Linked DNA regions of Sus scrofa: region 2 is linked to region 1. The links are chromatin contacts, called in public promoter capture Hi-C maps. All regions are on one chromosome and are shown on one strand. The core of a region is the stretch at or near the end of the contact, and the rest is flanking DNA. Distances in the headings are between cores, read along the strand shown. Region 1 holds the start of SENP2 (sentrin-specific protease 2). Region 2 holds the start of TRA2B (transformer 2 beta homolog).

Region 1 (2,971 bases), core at 109-2,608:
ATTTTAGGGAATTGAGGGAGGAGCCCATGCCCACATTTAGGATTTGCTTCTACCCTCCAGGAACTGCTCCTATCCCCAGCCCAGGCCAGAGTGGTGGGTAGCCACAGGTGGGTAGCTGGTGGTTCTGTGGCTCTAGGAGGTGGCTTGCTGCAGAAAAATATTTATTGAACAAGGATGAGACTGTACTAGGGAGTGTCTCTGTTGAAGTTCAAGCAAGTCTGGAAGTCCAACCTTAACTGAATCACAGATTAAAGATCAAGTATTTCCAGGGATGGATTCGTGGGCAAGAAAACCTTTGCATATTCCCAGGAGTGTTAGGTAGGGGACTGGATTTTCCAGTAATAAGAAGGGTGGTTATTTTTCTATTGTTGATCGTTACTGGGAACCTCTAGACAAGAGAGGGAGAGTAGTTAGCAGGACTTCTTGGCAGCTCAGGGGGTATTAGTAGGTACTACTAGTAGGCCACAGGGAGCCTTCCATTCTTAAGTGTCTGTGAAGACTTTTTTGAGTTCTGCCCTTCCCGTCCTTTTCCCATCCAGTTTTCCTTTCTTTGGCTCCTACTGCACTCTGTACCCACCTTTATCACAACAGCCTTTTTTTTTCTTTTTCGTTTTTTGGCCACGCCCAGGACTTAGGGAAGTTCTCTAGCAAGGGATCCAACCTGTGCCACTGCAGGGACTCTAGAAATTGCAATGATGACACCTGATTCTTAACCCTCTGTACCACAAGGGACCTCCCAATCATCTTTTTAAAAATTTAACTTAAGTGCAGTTTACTTACAACCAATTGTCTTGAGGTGTAATTTGTAATCATATCTCCCAGTAGACTGATCTCAAGGGCAAGAGACTGGTGTTGGTACACAGACCCTGGTTCAAATTCCATCCGTGGTACTAGCTAGTTTTGTGACCGTAGGCAATTACTTAATCGCTCTATCCCTCGATTTCCTTACTGATTAAAAGTGGGCACAAGGTTCTGCATCTCCTGAGGTTGCTGAGAGAAATGAAGTTGACTGCGTGTAAAAATACCAGGCATAAAGTATGTGCAAAGTAAAGGGATCCTAGCAGGGTGAACGTTTGTTAATTAGCCTGACTAACCTTTATTTTGTGCATTCAACAAACATTTAATGATCACCTGCAGTATTGCAGGCCCCTGGAGCGCTCACTCCAGGGTAGAGAACGCTCTTGTGCGGCCGGTGGGCTTGTCCCTCGGGCAGTCTCAGGATTGGCTCCGCCGAAGAGAATACCCCGCCCACATCCCTTGCGATCTCGTCAGCGATTGGACTGGAACCTTCCCGCAGGCATTCTGGTTGCTAGGCTCAGGAGGTGGGGACCTAGGTTGCGCGTGCGCAAACTGAGAATGAGGATGCTTTCCGGTCGGGCGGGAGGAGGTGACGTCAGGAGCGGTGGCTAGCGGGGGCCTCCTGTAGCTCAAGGGACGTTGTATCTGTGGGCCCTAGGACCGCGTCACAACTCGGCGACTGAGCCTTGGCGGTGGTGGCCGAGGCGGAGAAGGCGGCAGCGGCGGCGACAGCTCTGGGGTTTGCGTCTCGGGGTGTGTCGGCCGCCGCTGCTGCTTGGGCCTGGTATGTACAAATGGCTGGTTAGGATTCTCGGCACCATTTTCCGTTTTTGTGACCGGCCGGTGCCCTCTTCCCGGGCTCTCCTGAAGAGGCGGCGCTCGAACAGGTGAGAGGAGAGGGGGCCGAACGCCGGCCTGGCACTCCCCCTCCCCCACCCGGGGCTCGGCTAGCCTAGCGCTGACCCAACCAGGCAGGCCCCGCTTGGCAGAAACAGGTAGCTGGGCGGAGGTGGTCGAGGTGCGGATCGCGGGCGTCCTGGTGACGTAGTCGCTCCTCCCCGCTGTGTGGATGCGGCTCCTGATGATGGAAGGAGCCAGTAGTTGATGGTTAGGATCTTTCTCATCAGAGCCCAAGCTGGTTGCTGTTAACAAATAGAGCTTTGTCATATTTTGCTGCTCTTAGGTTGAATACTGAAAATTGAAGGAAAACTGTCTTTGTTGTGGCTCACTGTTTGCAAAGCACACCCCCAGGTGTCATCTGTGCGCAATAAGCGCAGTTAAGGGAGGTGAGAATCATAGCTTGCCCAAAGTCCTTTTGACCACACGTACTGTTCTCTTAGCAACAAGAGACAGCAGCTGTCTTGTTCTAAAACAGCTGTCAAACTGTGTGTGTGTGTGTGTTGTCGGGAGGAGGGAGAGTGATTCTGTGCTTTAGAATTAGTGTATGAGAAAAAAAAATAGATATCTGATTACTTTAAAAAGATCACTAGTCTGTACTCTAAAATTCTGTTAAAATTTTGGAGAAACTAAAAGTTGTTCTTTGCATTTACCTGTTGGTTTGTCCCATTTCATTGTGTCCACCCCCTTCCCTAAGAATTAATCGAGAGAATAAAATACCATACTAAGTCTGTACATACCCACACCCAACTTTTAGTGGTCAGGTATTAATTTAATTTTTTATTAAGCCTCAAGATTGAAGGTTGGTTTCTTGGAGCTTGAGACAAAGATGATTAATTAATACATGAATCTAAGAATGCTGCTCATGATGAAATTGGCTTTGGGCTAAATTCCATCCTATGTTCTAGAGAGGGCAAGATTTCATTGTGTTTTTTATAATTTTCTGTGGAGTTAATACAAGGATCATTTGAATACAAGTTGTGCCTAAAATGATGCTTAATGCATATAAGGGTAGTGTTTGTTTATTCTACTCCAAGGGCCTTGTGCAGAGGCCGGAGCATGACAGGCACTTGTATATATTTATTGAATAAGGGAATGTTAATTCCCTCTCCCTCGTCCTTTATTTTTAATGCAAATCTCTGCTGGTCAGGGAAACTGGCTTGTAGATCAAAATCCTGTTCTTTATTATACATCCTTAATTGATATAAACTCTTCATTGTAAGCCATTTTTCAGTCCAAATGAAGCCAAAAAGTCTTCGTGGGATGTTGAAAGTTA
Region 2 (2,900 bases), core at 85-2,584, 350 kb after region 1:
ATTAATCAGATTTGAATCCAGAAGTTACACGGTAAATCCACTAAGATTCTAAGAGCTAAAATAAGTTTTTTTTTTCCCCAACAATACCCTTCTAATGAACCACCTAAAATCTTTCTCATTCCTTTGTGGAAGATTTTTGAATAGATTTACCAGATATTTGAATAGATTTTACCGGAAAATTACGTAACATCTAACCTAATCCCATCAAGGTTTAAAAAAAAAAAAAAAAAAAAAATCAAGTTCTATGGTGTTCATTACCCTTCCAACAAATCTCAAGCTCCAAGTAGGCAAGATTCTGCCAAGTCTTACATCTTTACACATTTGTACTCAAGGACCCAAAACCAAGCTTTACATCATGCTTTTTAAGCCCAGGAACTGTCTTATTTCTGCACTTGATCCAACCCTCACGGAACTCTACATTTTTAAGTGAAAACTTAAAAGCGCACCAAAACAAGCTGTAGTTCACATAACAAGAATGCCTCAAAACAAAGGAAACAACGGCGCCATAAATTGTTACCCGCCAATTTCTCCACCATCCCGTGGGGGGGGGGGGACCTCTATAAAACAAGAAAATATCAGCGACCTTGTGGTCTACTTGGACACCGCAACGATCTAGGGTTTGAGACCCTCTTCGACATCAAAGAAAAACACTGCATTTAGGCCGAACACAAAGCCCGCGCGTAATCTCCTCAAACTAACGGGCCCAGGACTTCTCCTAGTTCCCCCACCTGAAAAGAGGCCCCAAGAACACTCTAGAATTTCATACATTCGGGGCTCAGAATTCGACCTTGTCTTACCCTAACGAGCGAAAGACCCCACAGAACGTCGCTTCTTTCCCTCCCGAAGCCCCCGCGACCCTGTGAGGTGTGGGCCCCTCCGCCGGTCGGGCCCGCGTTGACGCGCGGCTCCTCCGCCATTTTGTGCTTCTGGCAGCGCGCCCGGCCCGCCAGCCCAAGATGGCTGCGGCGAGGCTTCGCAGGAGACCAACGGCGAAACGAGATACTGCTCCCCTCCCCCACCACCGAGGGGACGCAGCGGCCATTTTTAATCCCCCCCACCACCACCTCATAACGGAAAAAACCGCCGTTTCGGGTACCAAGCCACCTAAACATGCCGGCAGTCTCCCTCACGGTTAAGACACTACCTAGGAGGGCTTTTCAAACCCTGACTCCCCTCTCTCCTGGTCTCAGTTTTCGGAACCGAAATCGCTCCCCCATCACCCGGCCCGAGGCCGACGGGCCTGGAAAAGATGCAAGAAGCTGGGACCACGCAGCCGCCCCCTTCACCACTGCTACGTACCCGCTCGCCGTAGTTCTGCTCGCCGCTGTCGCTCATGACTCCTGGCTGCTGTCGTCGCTCGACGTGCTTCAAGCGAAGCTGCCACCCTCTCGCGCCTTCTATCTAGAGGCTCCGCCGCAGCCTCACACCACGCAGTGGTTCCCCAGCCGCTGAGGACCGAAACGCTCCGCACCGCCTCCGCACGGGCTCTAAGTCTTCCGGACGTGACGCGGCGCTCTTTAACCCGGCCCCACCCCCTCCCAGAAGGCGCGCTTTCTTGGCCCCGCCCCTCTGCGCTCGACTTTCCCTTTACAGCAGTGGCGCGTCCCGAACCGGACGTGACGTAACCCCGCCCCTCAAACCGCGCTAACTCCCAACTCGGGGTTTCTTAGAGGCGGGAAAGTGAGAGCGCGAGTTGTCCTCAGTGGTGGTCTCCAAGGGCCGTAGTGACGTCATCGGACACGCCTGACTCCCTTCTGGAACTTTCCAGCCGTCGTGGAGGGTGGGGAAGGGAGGAGATGCCCAACATTTCGCCCGTCTTTATTTCCTTTCTTTCACTTTATTCCTCATTTTTGTGTTTTCCTGTGATTGGAGAGGGCGGATAGCCCTATGGTAGGTTCCATGCTTTGCTTTGCTCTTATATATATAACTTCAGTTGTGGGTCTTTCCTGCCTGAAAAACCTTCATTTGAGCATCTGTTAAGTAGCAAGTACTCTACCAGATCTTGATGCACTGAAACCAGGCACAGTCTCTAACCTAAAGGGGTTAGTGGTGTAATTAGGGAGAACTGTTAAACACAGATTTGCAAACTATGATTTCAAACATTAGAGAAATGTATAACTATAGTGGTGTCACAAGGAGTTTAATTATGCCAAATCTCAACAGCATGATATAGTGGGAAGAGTCCAAACTTGGACGTTCAGCCATCCCTCTGTCCCTGTTGTCCTCCTTAAAAAAGTGTGGTACTTGGCTGGTGAGGTACTTCGATATCTGTAAAGGGCCACTTGATTTTTAAAAACAGTTCTCTTGAGATATAATTCACATACCATGCAATACTCCCATTTAAAGTATACAAATTGGAGTTCTTCTGTGGGGCAGTGGGTTAAAGATCTGGTGGGGTCACTGCAGTAGCTTGGGTAGCTGCTGTGGTGAGTGTTCAATCCCTGGCCAGGGAAGTTCTGCATGCCACAGGCACAGCCAAAAAAATAAAATGTACAATTCAAGCGGTTTTTATATTTATAGAATTGCAACCATCACAATTTTATTGTATTTTTTTTAAGGGCCACACCCGCAGCATATGGAAGTTCCCAGGCTATGGACAGCCACAGCCAGATCTGAGCTGTGTCTGCAACCTACACCACAACTCGCAGCAATGCAGGATCCTTAACCCACTGAGCAAGGCTGGGGATCAAACTGGCATCCTCATGGATACTAGTTGGGTTCGTTAACCACTGAGCCACAACAGGAACTCCATACCATCACAATATTAAAACATTTCCATCACCCTGCATAAGAATCCTGTCATTAATAGATATTGTTTATCTTCTCCCCAACCTCCTCTCCCCCTCCTCCCCCCACCCATAACCCTCCCAGCTCTAAGGAATGTAAAACTGTACTTTGTC

The links. Promoter capture Hi-C pulls out the DNA fragments that hold promoters and counts their contacts.
Region 2: a contact with region 1 is called in a promoter capture Hi-C map of liver, with 2.5 times the contacts expected there. The contact joins the promoter of TRA2B here to the promoter of SENP2 in region 1. A contact is called at or near these places in 1 of 5 promoter capture datasets (liver) and 1 of 47 Hi-C or Micro-C datasets (heart right ventricle).

The regions. Positions count from the first base shown.
Region 1 is chr13:123,428,557-123,431,527 of Sscrofa11.1, forward strand. SENP2 (sentrin-specific protease 2) reads left to right here and starts at 1,359. Exons shown (of 17, transcript XM_021069989.1): 1 at 1,359-1,685. The coding sequence starts at 1,585.
Region 2 is chr13:123,779,417-123,782,316 of Sscrofa11.1, forward strand. It overlaps TRA2B (transformer 2 beta homolog), which reads right to left and starts at 1,335. Exons shown (of 9, transcript NM_001077221.1): 1 at 1,300-1,335. The coding sequence starts at 1,335.